Regions from separate parts of the Mus musculus genome. Here all the other regions are linked to region 5. A link is a contact called in public HiChIP or PLAC-seq and promoter capture Hi-C data. All regions are on one chromosome and are shown on one strand. Each heading gives the region's core, a stretch centred on a gene start, on an enhancer-like site or on the middle of the called end of the contact. The rest is flanking DNA. Distances are from core to core; before and after follow the strand shown.

Region 1 (2,905 bases), core at 47-2,546, 1.3 Mb after region 5:
GCAGGAACCACAAGCTATTCATTTTTGTGTTCCCAGGATTCCATCAAAGGACTGGCAAAAGGTATTGCTAATTAAATAGTTGGTAGCTGAGTGTAGTGGCCTAAGCTTGTTATCAAAGCACCTTGGAGGCAAATACAAATTCAGAGCCAGCCTGGTCTACCCTGAGAGACCTTTGTCTGTAAAATCGAGCAGTTTCTCTCCGGGAGGCTTGTGAGGAATAAAGCGAGCTACTGAATATGCCAGCAAGATTTTGATGAAGGGACCCTGGTCTCATATGAGGCTATGTCAGTGCCTGGCAAATACAGAAGTGGATACTCACAGTCATCTATACGATGGAACACAGGGCCCCCAATGAAGAAGCTAGAGAAAGCACCCAAGGAGCTGAAGGTCTGCAACCTTATAGGTGGAACAACAATATGAACTGACCAGTACCCTCAGAGCTCGTGTCTCTAGCTGCATATGTAGCAGAAGATGACCTAGTTGACCATCACTGGGAAGAGAGGTCCTTTGGTATTGCAAACTTTATATGCCCTAGTACAGGGGAATGCCAGGGCCAAGAAGTGGGAGTGGGTGGGTAGGGGAGCAGGTCGGGGAGAGGGTATAGGGAACTTTCAGGATAGATTTGAAATTTGAAATGTATATAAAGAAAATATCTAATAAAAAAAAAAAAAGAAGAAGAAGAAGAAGCCAGGCTTGGTGGTGCATGCCTTTAATCCCAGCACTTGGGAGGCAGAGGCAGGCTGATTTCTGAGTTCGAGGCCAGCCTGGTCTACAAAGTGAGTTCCAGGACAGCCAGGGCTACAGAGAAACCCTGTCTCAAAAAACCAAACCAAAACAAACAAACAAGCAAACAAAAACAAAAAAAGAAAAAAAAAACTGTGAGCTACTGAACGAAAAGTATTGCACATCATGGCCTCTCAATAAAAGATAATTATTCTTAATTACTATGAGGATATGGAACGCTAGGAAAGTTCACCTGGGGTTAATCAGCTCCAAAGTCGAGGTAACAAGTCAAGATTTGCATACGAGACGCTGGAATAAATTAACCAGACAGGATCTGTGTCCTAAAGGAATTCAATCAAAATAGAGAAGAGAGACATTAAATAATATGTAGTCTCATAGGTGAGATACCAAAATTATGTGAAAAGCACTCGGTAACAAAGACGGCAATCCATACTGCCCAGAGAAATCACAGGGAAGGTGACAGGAGCTGGGGTGAGGGTGGAATCTGGGGAGAGTTTTATCCCTTGGGTTTTAAAAACTTCCGGAACCAAGATGCTGCGTGAGCAGAAAGCGTCTCGGTAGGATTTGGTGGACGGACGTGATGAAGACCTTTCCGGCCCTGTTTCCAGACGCCTGGGGTCGTGATTGCTAGGGTGGATCTTCGGTTTGCTCAGAAGCCGCTGTGGTCGAGAATGAGCGGAACCCTGGGAAAGGTAACGCAGATTCCACGCACGTAGGGAGCTGAGGAAAGCGGAAGGGAAAGCAGAGCTGGAAGGTGTTTGCGTGCGGACGTTTAGGCCTAGGACTCTGCGAACAGGCCTTTCCCAGCAGTCCCTGCGGCGCCTCACTGTCAATTCTTTCCCCGGCCCAGGGCGAGCTTGCCAGTCTCGTGCCACGCCCCCTCCACTTGTCACCCTCGCTGCCTCGTGCCTAGGAAAGGGAGAGTCCCCACACACGGAATATCGTCCCCTTAAATTGTCTGACCTTGGGCAGGTCATCTACTTTTTACATTTAATCATCTTTTAAGAGAATCCTCGCTGAAGTGGTTGGGATGTGAATGAAGTTACTCGGTGATAAGAGGAATACAATAATGATAAATTACACTTTTGCTTACAAAATCTTATTTGAGAGCATTTCATAAAACCGAGCGAACCAACCATTTCGTTTTGTTACTCTTGGCTTCCAAAATATTAAGAGACTATTGCAGAACCAGGTGAGCCTTCTTTCCTTTTATGAGACGAGGTCTCATCATGTAGCCCAGACTGCTCATGACACAAGTCTCCTGCATCAGTTCCCCCCAGTGCTTGGATAACAAGTACGCATCACTACCCCAAGCCACACTACCATTCTTAAATCTGGTCCTTGTTTTTCTCTTCCCTTAACAAAGTTACCAGATCTCAGTTGGTCTTTTCCACTTGTGTCATATTGCTTAGGTTGTTGTTGTTCCTGTTCTCTTCGTATTGGGGTTTTATTCCAGGCATTAATTATAGAGACTTTATCACCATAATGTATGTATAAATCAATATGGTCATTGCCATTTTTGGATGTGGGACTACCCTTGAATGTCTCTAAATTTGAGTTTCTCATCCCATCCTTCATGAAGGGACCCACTAGTTCTCTTTAGCCAATTTGTGATAACAGGTCTGCTGCAAAGATAATAGAAATAAACTTCAACATTCCATTCTATTCTCTGGTTCTATTTATCTTCTTTCCAAGGAAGGAAGAGAAGATCAGTATGCAAGGAATATAATTTGCAATAGTGCAGAAGAATCCATGGAAACCTGGCACTAAGGCCATCATCTAACAAAGCCAGGAATTGGGGTAGTGTCTTTAATCATAGAACTTGGGAGGCAGAGGTAGGAGGATCAGGAGTTCAAGGACAGCTGTGATTATAGATTTAGTTTGAAGCCAACCAACCTAAGCTACTTGAAACCTGACCTCAAAAAGTAAAAGAAAAAGAAAAACAAGCCCAAAAGTATAATAGAGGATACTGCAAATAGGAATGGGTGTTTTGTAAGGGATGAAGGATGGTGCTAATAAGAATGTTGGTATTTTGTAGTCATTTGTTTAGTTTTATTTGCTCTTCACATATTATTATTAAGCAGTCCTAGCTGACAGAAAAGGTGTGGAAATTCAAATGTCAGTAGTTATAAAATCTGTGTTCCTAATAACCTTCATGAAG
Region 2 (2,766 bases), core at 18-2,517, 1.7 Mb after region 5:
GGTGTGTGGAGACCAAAGGATGACTCCAAGGAATCAGTTCTCTCCTGCCATCTTTATGTGGCTCCCTGGGACTGAACTCAGGTCATCAGGTCTGTGCTGCAAGCACTTTACCCACTGAGCTATCTCATTGGCCCCAAGATCATACTTAAAATAGTTTTTGTTTACACAAACCCTGTCTCAAAGTCCTTGCAGTTGTTTCCTAGTCACTCTTCCCATGAACAACATGAAGGTGGTTTGAAATGATGGGACCTCATCTTTTGTATGTGTGTGTGTGTATAAAGGGATAATAAAATCTAACAAGACTACTTGAGGATTAGGGTCACTGCTAGAGATGCCCACCACATGCTAGTTACTCAGTAAGTAAGTAATTGTGATATATCTGGGGAATATACATGAAACTAAAAGACTTTCTTCATCTCTTAATTCGTGGGAGGGAAAATTCCAAGGGATACTCTTCTCTGATTTGTTTTTGACCCTAAAACCTTTCAGTGTATTTGTAGACACAACTGTAATCTCTTTGACATGATCTTGGGTTTATTTACAGGCATCTGTTATGATTCTCTATGAAAACCACACAATGCATTTGCTGGGTTTCTATGAGACTAAATGAAATTTCATTTTCAAAGCACTTGCTCAATATGTTTGTCGTGTAACAACACAGTTACCAGCTATTATTAGTGTGATCGTGGTGAGCACAGCTTGAAGGTTTTATGTGTATCGTCTCACTTATAACTCCAGCCAAATAGAATGATTTGATTTCTCGTCTGCTCTTTTCCCCAGTCTTTTCACATCTTCCGGGAAACTCCTGGTTGACCCAAAGATCATGTCCCTAATCTAGTGACTCTTACTTGGTAGCTCTGGCTAGGTTGGAGCTCCATGGGTAGAACAGGGTGGTCTTCAGCTCACAAAGATCTGCTTGCTTTTGCACCACCACGCCTGACACCAACTCTTTTAAGCCACCCCTCCTCCCCCTCTTCCCCCTCCTCCCTCTCCTTTACAATGTAGGCTCCATGTGTACTCTTGGCCACAGCACTCCCCCGCCCCCAGCGGTGAAATATAAGGTTATGAGTCAGTCTACTTGTGGTAGCAGAGAAATCGCAACGTTCTCAGGTGCACACCGACAACCACGGGCTCGCGCCTCACTTCCGGTCGGTCTCGCTCCAACTTCCCCCTACATCAGCCCTGGCTGGCCTCTCACTAGTTTGGCCCTCACCCGCCGCCGTAGCGCGGCGCCTTGGTTGCCCTGGGAGACGACCTGTGACCCGAGAGTGAGCGAAGCTGTTTCCCGCCGGCGGGAGCTACGGCTGGGGCGGGTTGAGCGCGGGGCTCGAAGCCGCACCACCATGGCGGAACAGCTGTATCTAGAAAACATAGACGAGTTCGTCACGGACCAGAACAAGATCGTGAGGAGCTAGGACCACGGGGGTGGGGAAGGCGGGGCCGTGCGAGGCGGGTGTGCGGGGGACTGGGCCTGCCCGGTCGGCGAGGGGTCGCGACCCCCGGTGCCTGTGGCTTCTCGGGGACCGGCTGAGGTGGCCACTGGTCACCGCGAAACCCGCGTAGGGAGACACGCCCTGCGGGCAGAGCTTCTGGCGCGCGCCCAAGCCCCGGGGCCTTGGGCGGGATTGTGAGGTCCGGGGGCGTGGAGCCTGGGAAGCCAGCGGGGTTCGTGAGGCTTCCTTTCCCTGCTCTGTCGGGTGGTGGCCCCTCAAGACAGTTGAGACTGGCCGACTTTCATAGGCGACTGCCTGGTGCTTTACCCACCAGAGACAGTTTCCTCTTCCTGGAAATTTAAATATTGAAAGCAGCTTGACCCACCTCCTCGGGCTAGCGTAAAAATGAAGAGACTTGGGTGTGATGGACCTTTGCTGCTGTGAGCCCATGGACACAGTTTGGTACACCGACTCACACCTCCCGGGTCCTCCAGGCTTTTGTGTTATCCCTAGAAGTGGGATTTAGCCAAGGGTCAAATGACGTGTATAAACGCGTCAAGGGCCATTAGGGCTGGATAGATAAATTCTTGAATCCCAGGTCTGTCTCTTTCCCCTCTGCCTCTGTCTGCCACTCTGCCTCTGACCAATCTTTATTAGTCCTCTTATTGGGAGTGCATCGTTTAGCTTTGGAAGAAACAACAGACATACCGGGTCAGGGAAGGATGGAGGCTCGATGCCCCTAGTTCTTGAAATTACCCCATACTACATTTATCCATTTTTCTCTCTCTCTTTTTTTTTTTTTTTGATTCCCACACCACCTGTTCCTCTTAACATTTGAATAGTTGCAAATTTACTGAGAAGTTCCTGGGTTATGTGCTTTCAAGTAATGCTAGGTTTTAGATAAATTTTAGGATAGTTTTAGGTAGCTTCTTAAAGACAAGAGGGTCAGAGAGCTTTTAAGTAAGACAAGGAGTTTGAGCTAAATAATCTTTGGCTTGGCTTTGTAGACTCTTAAGACTTTTCTTATTATGTTTAGTGTCATGCGCGTGCGCGCGCGCACACACACACACACACACATAATTGTGCTATGTCACAATTATGGATGTCAGAGGACCAGTTCTCTCATTCCACCGTACGAATCCAACAAATCAAACCCAGGCTCTTTTTGTTTGTTTGTTTTTCGAGACATGGTTTCTCTGTATAACCTTGGCTGTCCTGGGAACTCACTCTGTAGACCAGGCTGGCCTTGAACTCAGAAATCCTCCTGCCTCAGCCTCCTAAATGCTGGGATTAAAGGCGTGTGCCACCACCGCCCGGCCAAACCCAGGTTCTT
Region 3 (3,012 bases), core at 92-2,591, 1.5 Mb after region 5:
CAAGAGTTTTTCTGCAGGCGGATCAAGTTCAAGGCCAGCCTGGGGTTCATAGGGCCCCCTTATAGGAGCTGGATAACTAAGAGGATTTAAGTTGGATTCAAGTCATTCTAAGTGAGGAGCAGTCCATATATGCACATATGTTTCCATTTCAACGAATTATCCCTGCGCTTTATGGTAGATCTTTTTCTTCATGCTACAGGACACAAACTGTTTTAGTTGAAAAAACTCCTTGTATTGATTCCTGATGAGATCTCAGTATATTCTTATGAAGCGCAATCGCTTCCCAAGGAAAAAATCAGAGAAGTAGAAGGGTATATATATATATAAGTGGTTTTATTTGCTTTTTGAGTAAGCTTGGGTTACAGGTTTCACGATGTCCTCTATCACACACCCTTTCACCATCTAAGGTTTTTCCGGACAGAGTTATGTCCCTTCCCCCTACTCCGAATACCTCTAACACACATACGTGTATCCCTGTCGTAAAAAGAGCACGTTTAATTTTGTTGTTCTCCTATCCGTATCTATTAATCCTCACTTGCCTCATTTATCGACCCTCAGGCGCTACTTCCTTTCCATTCTTTAAAAAAAAAAAAAATTCTCTTAACTTTCTGGTTCCCTAGTTAGTCTCTCTTCCGTCCTCTTTTGTTTTGTTTTGTTTTGTTTAACCGGAGCGGGTGGAAGTCTCCTTAGAATTCTTTAGCCCTTTTATGCTTTTCTCAACCTTAAAGAAATAAAGTTACCTCTCTTTTTGCGCCCACGGCCGCCCCCAGGCCCTTGGCCTTTCCGTTGTTTCATCCCGAGCCTGGGCCCTTCGTCACAAATTCAACGCAGGTGCCAGCTCCTAAGCTGTACGCTCCCGCCATCCCTTCCCACGGCGCCTGCGTTCCCCGGCAACGGGCGCCGCTGGGAAGCCTGGGACGCAGGAAGAAACACTCTTTCACCAACAGTTCCCGGAAAGCGGTGCCAAAAGAAGGCGCCAATTAGAGCCCCTGCAAATGGACTACAACACCCATGATGCTTTGCTTCCCTACCTTGGCCAAGTTGGACCAGGGCACCTGCATCTGCGCAAGCGCAAATTGATACACTATTTGAGGACTTCATTGTCCAGCATGCATTGCCTTCAAGAGGTCTCTTCCTGCTAGGGTTGTCGAGTTCTCTGATAGGAGTCTGAGAGATCCGCAGACTCCGTTACCCAGTTTCCTTTGTGCGAAGGCTGTTGCGCACTTCCGGTGGAAGCGCTGCGGCGAGGGGGCGGGGCTTACTGAGCCAGTGGGCGGTAGGCGGCGCTGCCGGTGGCTGGTTGCTGTCCAAAGGCGACTGGGCGTCGTTAGAGGAGAGAGCTGTGACCGGTTGTACTGCACGTATCGTGGGACGGACCTTGGGCCACTGTTGTCGACGTGCGGCCTCCCTTTGATGTCGGCCCTTGAAAAAAGCATGCACCTCGGCCGCCTACCTTCTCGCCCTCCTCTACCCGGCAGCGGGGGCAGTCAGAGCGGAGCCAAGATGCGGATGGGGTACGTGACTTGTACCACTCTCCCAGGAGACCAGGCCCAGGCCATTGGAGATTGGTGTCTGGGCATTCAGAGTGCCACGGGAAGGGACGCTGTGAATTGGAGGAAATGCTGGCCTTGGCCTGGAGGTGTTTAGATAGAGTAGAAGGTAGATTTGGGGACTAGGTGAGGCGCTAAGGGAGTAGTCCACTGGAGGACTGATAACATTGTTGGAGAAGGGGAATAAGGACAAGGTTGAGAAAATGAAAGGATAATCTAAGGGATGACGGGAATCAACTCTAGAAGTGATGAGTCTGGGAGAAAGAGTGAATCAGTGAGATGAGGAGAAATCTGGCATCGTTGAGGGGAATAGGGAATGACTGAGAGAAAAGTTGACGGGTTTGGGGAATCAAGTAAGTGAGCCAGGAGTAAGAAGGTTTTTACCTGAGGGTTATAGAAAACATCTGAGGCAAAGACTAGGGAGTAGAAGGTTCTAGAGAAAGTTTCCAGAAGTGTAAGAGTCAAGTTCAGAGAATGAGGGGGTGAATCAGAAAACTTGGAGAATAGGCCTAAGGAAAGACAGAGAACATGGCTAGGGGACTGTTATCAAGGGAGTGAGCCCAGAGGCTAGGGAAATAGGGGGGGTGTGATGAGGAAGACAGCTGAGTTTGGAACAGTGACCACTGATATCCCAGAGACTGAGAAATAATTTCGAGTAGGATTTGTTAAATGGAAGCACTGGAGAGGTAAAATCTGAAAACCAAAGAAGATTTTGTCAATTGTTTTGTTTTGCCAAGCAAATGGGACCTGAGGGAAACTATCTATTGGTCTAAGAATTAGACTTAGTGAAGCACTGGGAGTAACCACTTAACAATAAAATGGGAGTAAATGGTTTGCTGGAAAGGGAGTAGGGCTTGAGTGTGTGTGTGTGCTTATGTGTGTGGGTTAGAAACATTTATTAATTTTTGTGGTGTTGAGGCTGGAACCCAGAACTAGATAAATGCCACATCACTGAGCTACACTCCCAATATAAAAGCTGAGCTAATGAAAGAAACTTTAGAAATTTAGATCCCTGACAGGCTGTGTCATTTATAGTTATAGGATGCTTGCCTGCTGGAGAAATCGTGATAGTTGAACATCCTAGTAAGAGCTGCTGGAAGGCAGAGAGAACTGGATAGTCATTGGGCTATTTGGAGGACTACTGATGGTAAAGAGAAAAGAGACCTATGTTGGATTTGGGATTGGAGAGAGAAGCTGGTAGATATATTTCAAGAATTTCCACAGACTGACCAAAAGGCAAGAAAAGATGTATGCAGTTCTGTGAAGACTGAGTATAGGAGATGAGAGAGAGTCCTGCTATTAAAATGATTGGTAAAATCTGAATCCAAGAGGTTATGATCTATAATAGAAAAAAATTGACTGAGGAGGCATAATAGCAGGTAAAATGGAAAGCTTGTTATAAGATAAAATAAAGATTGGTCTCGAAAAGACATAAAGATTGAACTTTTAACATAAAGAAAAT
Region 4 (2,713 bases), core at 121-2,620, 1.9 Mb after region 5:
ATCACTCTGCTTTGAATCGGTTACCACCAACTGTGGACACTCTCATGACAACCTGGAGCTTCTAGATGCTTTCTTCTACATACAGTTGCTTAAAAATAATGTCTTTACAAAGCCTGTGATTTTCCATAAAGATAACATCTTGGTCCAAATGCACCTTAAGGTAAAAATAATAAACAAACAAACAAACAAATAAATAAATAAATAGGCAACACCCCGAGACTTGTTGTAGTACAGTCATCTTTCCATCAGGGGGAGCCATTCTTTTTCCTAAATCCTCTGTATCCAGAAAGGAAAATCACAGCAAAGTCTCAACACCTCTCCCTGGCTTAAACAGGAATGATGTGGTCAGAGCTGGCCGGTAGGAATGAACTCTAAGATCCATGGGACAAAGCTTATAGGAAGAGGGGTTGTGTGATGGCAGGTCAGTTTGCAGAAGTCACAGCTGCCAGCTAGGTGAAGAGATGAGGAGAAAGAAATCATGCAGTGGGCTTATGGAATGAAGAAGTGGGTGGGAACAGGCTGGAAATAGAGCCATTTTGGCCAGAAAATGACAAGACTATAAGTTAAAGATGCCTGGGCTGGGAGCGTGAGGACCCTTGAGATGGTTCTGTGAATAGAATGTGGGAAATAAGGGCTGTTTTGAAAGGATGGAGACATTAGGTTTGTGCACGGAGCATGCAGATATCCATAATGATAAATTCAATAACTCTGAACTGCAGATATTAGTGTGGGCTTTCATGGGGAAGAAAAGAGGAGACCAGGGAGTCATATAGACTGAGAAAAGAAAAGGCACAAGCTTACACAAGAGTATCTACATTTAAGTATCAAACACAGAAGTAATCTGAGGAGCAGGGTTTGTGTAATAAAGTATGCTTTTTTTTTTTGCCCCAGCCAAGGGAGGGGACTTCATAAAGGGATGTGGAGAGAGAGGGGCTGAAATGAGGGCTGGTCAGGTTGTTATTTCAACAATCACTCAAGACTTTTGGTCATGATAGGCCTCATGCTAATCACAACAAGCTGCTATGGCCCCGAGGAGAAAGCCCTTACCAAATGAAGTACTTCGACAAGTTTCTGGATAGCTCATATTTATAGTTCATTTTATAAAGTTCAGGGTCGCTCAAAAATTCCAAATAAATTCTTTCAGTCTCTCAAGATTCAGTGCTAGAAACTACAAAAACAGGAGGGCGGGCTGAAAGACCAGATATATAAAGAATAATCATTAAATATTAATAAGCAGTCTCCTCCTGCTAAGCGAAAGGCCCTAGGAGAAATATCCCCAGGCGGACTAGGTTCCCGCCCCCTCATGAATATGCAGATAGCTGTCCGCCGCGCACTGCCCCGCCCTCTACTCCTCTCCCACCGCAACCGACTCTCCCTTCAAACGGGAAACAAGATGGCGGCGGCAGGTCCGAGCACTCGGGCTTCTTCCGCTGCGGCCGCGGCAGCTCTGAGTCGGCGGGGCCGGAGGGGCCGCTGTGACGAGATGGCGGCAGCGAAAGCCGGGGCTCCGGGCCCGGCCTCCAGCCCCGCGTTGTTAGTGTTGCGGTCAGCGCCACGGCCGGAGGAGTCGGGCTGCACCGGGTGCCTGGAGACCCCGGGGGAAGTGGCGGCCCTGCCGTGCAGCCACTCGCGGTGCCGAGGCTGCGCCTCGCGCGCGGCGGGCCCGGGCTGCCGTCGCTGCCGTCCCCGCGGTTCGGGCTGGGCCCGCCGTCGGGCGCGCGACGACGGCCAGGCCGCCGCGGAGCTGATGGGCGAGCGCGCCCGTCGTGGACAGCCAGAACCCTGCCGCCCGCGCCGGGACGGGGGCGCGGCTGCCTCGGGGCCCAGGCCGGAGCCGGAGCCGCTCGCGGAGCCAGGTGGAGCCTCCCCTCGCCCCTGTGGGCTTCAGCCAGGCCCAGCCGCCGGGTCTGGCCTGGTGAGCGGGGTGGAGGGTCCCGGGCTCTGCTGCCGCGGGTGTGGAGAGTTCTGCTGGGGTCGCGACCGGGTTCTGCCCAGGCGCAGTATGTGTTGGTGAAGGTTGAACTTTGGAGCGAACTGTACGCGTGTTGAATTTGGAGGGGCAGTGAGGGGACCCCGCGCCTTGCGTAAGTCAGAAGTTTGGAAGGAAACAATTCCTGGAACAAGTTAGGGGCATGTTGAAGTTGGTGCGTGGAGGGGGAGGGGCCCTGGAGGATCCCAGCAGCGCTTGTTTCAGTGTTGGGCAGAGGGCTTGGGGTCGCGCGGTCTAGGAGGGATGTGTCTTCCAGGGCTGGAGAGAATGAGGTGTGGGATATCCCAGGCTCAGGGGGAGCTTTGCAGACTTGAGAGCAGAGTGGGTTTTGAGGATGAGCTCTCGTGTGAAGTTCTTTCTCATGCTATCTTGGGAAAAAAAAAAAAAAAATATATATATATATGCATGCTTAGCGCAGAGCTTGCCACACAGGATGAGATAAATGCCATCTATTTTGGTGATAATACTAATCATAAACGTTAGTGGTGCTTGATGAAGAAAGCTGGGTGGGATTTAAGTTTTGGAGACAAAGATTGGTTTGGCTGGGGGCTGTTTTCTGTCTTTCTATGTAAGTTTCATCTATGATGCTGGCAACTTAAAGGTCTGTTGTAGGACTCTTGGCCTGAACTCCTTTGCCTTTCTCACCGTCGGCAGCCCATCACTTGTTGGTGCTGAAGTCTGAGATAGAAAATTCCGTTTGTAACATGAACCGAGACCTAGGCT
Region 5 (2,700 bases), core at 136-2,635:
AGCACCCTCTAGCCTTCGGCTAAATTGTATTTGTGTTTATTCTGAGTGTGTGCCTAGGTGTGTGGGCTGCATGGATGACTTGGCACAGGTGTGGAAGTCAGAGGACAACATGCAGGAGCTCTCTCCTTCCACCACATGGGTCCCTGGGGTTCAACTCAAAGTCTTCAAACTTGGCAAAAGCGCCTTTACCTGTTAAGCCATCTCACCCCAATGACACAGTCTTTAGCATCGCCGTCCTCTCAGGAAGCTGTAAATATATTGATTTTGGAGGGTCGTGACAGCTTTTCTCCAACTCGTTCTCCTTTCTTTCTTTGAGGCCACATCTCTTATGTAGTCTTGGATGGGCTGGAAGTCTAGACCAAGGAAGCTGGCTTACAACTAGGTAGAGTTCCATTTGCTTCTGCCTCCTGTGGGTCGGGAATACAGGCATAGGAAAGTAAGACCCCACTGCACACCCCCGGGATCTGGGGTGGGCGTCCTCCATTCCCGGCGGGAGGAGCTGGGTACAGATTGGAGGATGTTACTTTATTTAAGCCCTGGCAGGACCAGGAGAAACAGGTAGGTGGGTGGAGGATCTCTGTTTTTGTATTTATCTGTTCTGGAAGGTCCCTACAGACCCGTCACGTCCCAGGCTTTGTTCTAGATGGGTTAAGCCAATGCAAATTGGCTTATCCTCTAAACAGAGGGAAACTCCTCAGGGTTGACCCCAGGCTCGGTCAACAGGTTCAATTTACCAGAGCGAAAGTTCTCTCCCAGGTTAAAGGGATGCTCCTGACAGACTCTAGGAGTTGGTGGTTGTAGGCAAGCGGCTAGAGGCCTGCGCCTTTAAGGAGCCAGGGGGCAGAGGGGCGGGGCAGGAAGAGAAATCCTTGGAGACGCCACCACCATCCAGGTCTTTTTTTAGGGGGGAAATAGGGCGGGCCAAAGCCCTGTTTGGGTTCCGCCCCGTCTTCTCCCGCCGGGTCCCCTTTTCCGCCCCAGGGGTCGGTGGATGGGAGGTCTTAGCAGCCAGAGTCTTAGGAGCTCCCTGCTCGCACCTGGCCCACGGAAGCGCAAGTTTGTTGATTTGGAGGGAGTAGCCGGAGCGGGGGCGGTGCTAATAATACCCGTTCAGTCCCCAGTCGCGCTTTACAGTTTACACAGCTGTCACCTTCGTTACTCCTTAATTAATAATAAAAATAGCCGCCGTCCCGGAGCGCACGCTGCATGCCAGGCCCTGAGCTTTACAGGCAGAGCCCCAATGAGCCCGCCCTCGTAACGTTACCCCAGTTATCGAAAGCGAGAAGCTCGGGCGCACTGAAGAGCCAAGGCTGTCCCGAGGTCACTCTGCGGGCGTGCGGCGGAGACCGGGACGCGGGCGGACGAGGCGGGGCGCGGGCGGGGCGGAAGGCGCGGGGTGCGCGGTGGCGGCGGATGGCCATCTTAAGTGGCCGCGGGGAGTCCAGGGAGGCTTCCCCGGGCTAGGAGTCAACCCGAGTCGCCCTAGAGGTGGGGCCTGCGTTCGGTAGTTGAGGCTCTGAGACTTGAGGGAACTTTTTTTCTAGGTAGTCGAGGGGGTCCTCCTGGTCTGGGACTGCAAAACCTGGGCCTGCGGGTGTGGGGCGTGGTGCCAGGCAATTTGGTGGAGATGGGGGAAGGGTTTTGCCAGGCTGGAGGGCCTGCGGGGACCGGTGCGTGAAAGGCACCTCGAGCGCGCGCGTATGTGTGGGGTGGGGTATCGGATCTCTTTGGGATCTTGTGGGATGTGTCAGGAATCGTTTTGGGGGGTTCAGGTCTGAAGGGGCCTCTGACCTTATAGGAGTTACGAGAACTTGTTCTCTTGGATGTTGTAGTAGTTGTGGATGTCTATCCTGGAGCCTTGCTTTCCGAACCTTGATCCCGCAAGGCTGTGGGGGTGCCGAGTAGAAGAGATGTGTGTAGTAGAATCAGATTTGCATAGGGATTAGGGGTCATCTCATTGCGAATCGTTGGAAGGATTGAATTCACCAGCGAGAACTTGGACTCACAAGTTGTCCCGGAGCGGGTACCGGGGAACTGGATCTTCTTGAGGTGGGGGGACAAAATAATTGTGGGACTTGGGAGGTGCTGGTCTTGCGGGTCCTGTAGGGCTGTCGGAGCATCGTCCTTGCCGAGAGAGGCTGGGGGCAGGGGCGGCCCGGGCTCTGGGCCGAGTGGAGGGGGAGGGGACCGGCCAGCTCCTAGCTCCGTTCCCGCCCCTCCCCCGCCGCCTCTGAACAAACTTTTCTTTCTCTTCAAGTTGAGGCCGGCGCTGCGGGCGGCGGCGGCTGCGCGGAGATCCAGGCGGTTGGCGCGGCCAAGCGTGGAACCCACATACTGGGTTCTCTCGGGCTGGTGGATCCTTAGTCCCGGGACCCGGGCCCAACCTCGACTTCAAGCTTCCCCGGGCGGATGGCGCGGAGCGGCAGGCATCGGCGGCGCTGAGCCCTGCGTGGGCCATGGCCTCAGTGTGTGGGACACCGAGTCCCGGGGGTGCGCTAGGCAGCCCGGCCCCAGCCTGGTATCACCGTGACCTGAGCCGCGCTGCTGCGGAGGAGCTCCTGGCTCGGGCGGGCCGCGATGGCAGCTTCCTGGTGCGAGATAGCGAGAGCGTGGCGGGGGCCTTCGCACTCTGCGTCCTGTGAGTAGGGCGGGCACACGCCGAGTGTTCCTTGGTTGTGGTGGCAATCGTGGTAGTGGGGT
Region 6 (2,876 bases), core at 49-2,548, 1.3 Mb after region 5:
AAAAAGTTTGTTACGACGGGGTATAAAGGCGCTAAATGCCTCTTTTCTGTCTTATTCATTAATAGGTGGTTACTGTGTTGTGTGTTGGCTACTATATTAAGAGTATACAAGGGCTGGTGAGATGGCTCAGTGGGTAAGAGCACCCGACTGCTCTTCCGAAGATCGGAAGTTCAAATCCCAGCAACCACATGGTGGCTCACAACCACCCGTAATGAGATCCGATGCCCTCTTCTGGTACGTCTGAAGACAGCTACAGTGTACTTTACATATAATAAATAAATAAATCTTTAAAAAAAAAAAAAAGAGTATACAAACAAGACCAAGCTAGAGACAATTCCTGCCCTCATGGAGTTTACAATCTAGGCAAGTAAACTGGAAGTTTACAACAGTATGTACAGACAGCTGGGAAAACGAGGCAGGTCTAATCTGTCAAGACTTTCTAGAGAACCTGACTTCCAGGATGAAACTCAAGGATGAATGAGTTAGCCAAACATGGGAAAACTATTTCTGGCTAGAGGTAGACACATGAGAGGAATCACAAGTTCGATGACTGGGCTGAAAATGTAGTTTGGTAGTAGTACAAATGTCCAACGTGGAAAAGTAAATTGAATTTGATTCTCAGCCTCGTAAAACACTTCAGTAACTGGAGAAACCAGAAGAGCAGGAAATGAAAATTGGCAGAAATAAGTAAATGATTGATCAGCAAAGCTTTGCAGCCCATGTTAGGAGTTTAAGACTATTATCATGAGGAAAAGGGGTAGGTCACAAGACGATTTAAGCACTTCTCTATATAAACCTCACCGCTACGGAGGCACAATAAAAGGGTAAATGTCTTTGCCTGGAGACCTGTATTATTAGGTAGGGCCGTCAACAAATCATACACACACACACACACACACACACACACACACAAAATAAAATCGCTTTAAGATTCACTAGGTAGACTTTGTAAATAGCACTGCAGTATATGTCCAATACATGTTGTCCTCGGTACTCCTTGAATAAAATGAGTTCAACCCATGCTTAGAAATAAGGGCAGGCTAGATGCCTGACAGCTTGGCAAGGCCTTCTAGTAAGGCATGACAAGGAAGAGGAAGGAGAGAAATACAGGCATCCAAGTCCCCTGAAGCACCTCTCCCAGTTTCAGGAGCACTCCCGCCGTCCCCACTGTGCATCCGGTGTAGGGATGCGTGCGCAGTGCTCACCCGCAGGTGCAGAAGAGCGTGCGAGCGCGTTCCGCCCCAGACGCGGGGATTCGTAGGCAATAAGGACGCCCCCTGTTCTCTCCGCAGGAAGCCGACCCAGCGGGAGCACACACGCGGAAGAACAGAGCCCTCTGCAATTCCCATTGGTGAACTCTCCGTGTAGAGCCCGCCTTCAGCCCGCCTCTTCCGGGAAAGGGCGGAAGGAGCGGACCAATGGAGACCGGATCCTAGGGAAGGCACCTTGGATCGTTCTGAGAGACTGTGTACACACCCTCAGGTGACTCCAGGCCACCTGAGAGTGACGGAGGAGGCGGGTAGCCATTATGCCTTTTCATCAGCAAGAGCTCTGACTGGACCCATGTCTGAAGTGTTACCGCATGGGTTGCCAAGTAAGCTGAAGGGCACAGGATCCAGAAAAGGAATTTCAAATGGGACATTTTTCATTCCCAAGTAAAACAAAGAAACATGTATGCACAGTGTGTCCCATGCCATAACTAGGATCTAGAATGCCCTAATTGCTGAAGTGAAAGGAAGAGGCATTTTCTATTTACATTTGTGTATTTATGTGTGGCGTTGAGGTACACGTGTGGAGAGCAGAGAACAGCAAGAATTGATTCTGTCCTAACATGTGGGTCCTGGTCTTGAACTCAGGTTGTATGGTGGCTGGCAACTTTACTCAGGAACCATCTTGCAGGGGCCAAGGGATTGATCTTTCCTCACTCTGCCTGCCTTCTCTTCCCCACTTTCATTGACAGTGCACACAAGCTCCCTGGAGACCCTTTTCTTAACTTTCCATCTCTCTAGGCTTCAGGGTGGAAAGTGAGTTATTGCACCTAGCCATATCCAGACAACTCTAATCCTCTTTTACCTCTGAATGGCATTCTGTGTCATTCCTGACCATTGAATTCTCTCTCTCTCTCTCTCTCTCTCTCTCTCTCTCACACACACACACACAATCAACCTTCCTAAATTCTGTGAGAAAAGCTCATTTTATTGATTATCTGTCATTTCACATACCATTATTATGTTTTGTATCTATTTTTGGTTTTGTTTTGGGTATTTTATTTGTATTTGGGGGGATAGGGTCTCACTATGTAGCAGTAGCTACTGTGTGTAGTAGCTAGCCTTGAATATGTAGTTCAGGCTGGCCTCAAGCTTGTGGCTTTCCTGCCTTAGCTCTCCGAGTGTTGCAATGACAAGTGTGTGCCACCGGGACCAACCTTGAAGCTTAGTTCTTTACTATGATAAGTGAAGATCATCACACATATTTATGATAAATACATATAGATCATCAAGCATATATGTACTTATATATGTATTTACCATATATGTGTATTTATCATATATCTATGTCTGGTGATTTTCACCTGTCATCAGAGAAGATAAAATTCTACTTTATAACCAGTAAACAAGATAAAATTACTTTAGCAACTTTCTCTACATATAATGAACTTCACCTCTAAAACTTTTTTTTGAAACAGGATTTCTCTGTGTAGCCCTGGCTATCCTGGAACTTGATCTATAGACTAGGCTGAACTCAGTCTCCAAGATCTTCCTTCCACTGTCTACCAAGTGCTGGGATTAAAGGCATGTGCCACCACAGCCTGGCTTTGTGGTTTGATTTATAGTCAGTCTTTCATTGTATTTCCTCCAAAGTCAGTTTGCTTTCCT

What was found. Promoter capture Hi-C pulls out the DNA fragments that hold promoters and counts their contacts. HiChIP or PLAC-seq counts read pairs in DNA pulled down with a chosen protein or histone mark. Capture Hi-C pulls out chosen DNA fragments and counts their contacts.
Region 1: a promoter capture Hi-C map of liver shows a contact between it and region 5, with 4 times the contacts expected there. The contact joins the promoter of Mrpl48 here to the promoter of Inppl1 in region 5. A contact is called at or near these places in 3 of 39 promoter capture datasets (liver and pre-B cells) and 1 of 9 other capture datasets (liver).
Region 2: a contact with region 5 is called in a promoter capture Hi-C map of liver, with 3 times the contacts expected there. The contact joins the promoter of Pold3 here to the promoter of Inppl1 in region 5. A contact is called at or near these places in 3 of 39 promoter capture datasets (liver and neutrophils).
Region 3: a contact with region 5 is called in a promoter capture Hi-C map of adipose tissue, with 2.7 times the contacts expected there. The contact joins the promoter of Ppme1 here to the promoter of Inppl1 in region 5. A contact is called at or near these places in 4 of 39 promoter capture datasets (embryonic stem cells, liver and pre-B cells) and 1 of 9 other capture datasets (adipose tissue).
Region 4: a contact with region 5 is called in a promoter capture Hi-C map of adipose tissue, with 5 times the contacts expected there. The contact joins the promoter of Rnf169 here to the promoter of Inppl1 in region 5. A contact is called at or near these places in 2 of 39 promoter capture datasets (cranial neural crest and pre-B cells) and 1 of 9 other capture datasets (adipose tissue).
Region 6: a contact with region 5 is called in a FOXA1 HiChIP or PLAC-seq map of pancreatic cancer cells. The contact joins the promoter of Coa4 here to the promoter of Inppl1 in region 5. A contact is called at or near these places in 3 of 39 promoter capture datasets (liver and pre-B cells) and 1 of 115 datasets of contacts at active chromatin or transcription factors (pancreatic cancer cells).

What each region holds. Positions count from the first base shown.
Region 1 is chr7:100,581,521-100,584,425 of GRCm38.p6, reverse strand. It overlaps Mrpl48 (mitochondrial ribosomal protein L48), which reads left to right and starts at 1,296. Exons shown (of 8, transcript NM_198831.3): 1 at 1,296-1,436. The coding sequence starts at 1,416.
Region 2 is chr7:100,120,001-100,122,766 of GRCm38.p6, reverse strand. It overlaps Pold3 (polymerase (DNA-directed), delta 3, accessory subunit), which reads left to right and starts at 1,267. Exons shown (of 12, transcript NM_133692.2): 1 at 1,267-1,403. The coding sequence starts at 1,344.
Region 3 is chr7:100,370,225-100,373,236 of GRCm38.p6, reverse strand. It overlaps Ppme1 (protein phosphatase methylesterase 1), which reads left to right and starts at 1,341. Exons shown (of 14, transcript NM_028292.2): 1 at 1,341-1,514. The coding sequence starts at 1,414. C2cd3 (C2 calcium-dependent domain containing 3) reads right to left here and starts at 1,004. Exons shown (of 33, transcript NM_001017985.3): 1 at 741-1,004. The coding sequence starts at 795.
Region 4 is chr7:99,979,115-99,981,827 of GRCm38.p6, reverse strand. Rnf169 (ring finger protein 169) reads left to right here and starts at 1,370. Exons shown (of 6, transcript NM_175388.3): 1 at 1,370-1,856. The coding sequence starts at 1,394.
Region 5 is chr7:101,836,509-101,839,208 of GRCm38.p6, reverse strand. It overlaps Inppl1 (inositol polyphosphate phosphatase-like 1), which reads left to right and starts at 1,385. Exons shown (of 29, transcript NM_001122739.1): 1 at 1,385-1,488; 2 at 2,258-2,638. The coding sequence starts at 2,457. Gm10602 (a long non-coding RNA gene) reads right to left here. Exons shown (of 2, transcript XR_003946663.1): 1 at 1,792-2,700; 2 at 1-407.
Region 6 is chr7:100,535,522-100,538,397 of GRCm38.p6, reverse strand. Coa4 (cytochrome c oxidase assembly factor 4) reads right to left here and starts at 1,298. Exons shown (of 2, transcript NM_183270.2): 1 at 1,206-1,298. It overlaps Gm39058 (a long non-coding RNA gene), which reads left to right and starts at 1,279. Exons shown (of 2, transcript XR_869836.2): 1 at 1,279-1,594; 2 at 2,687-2,807.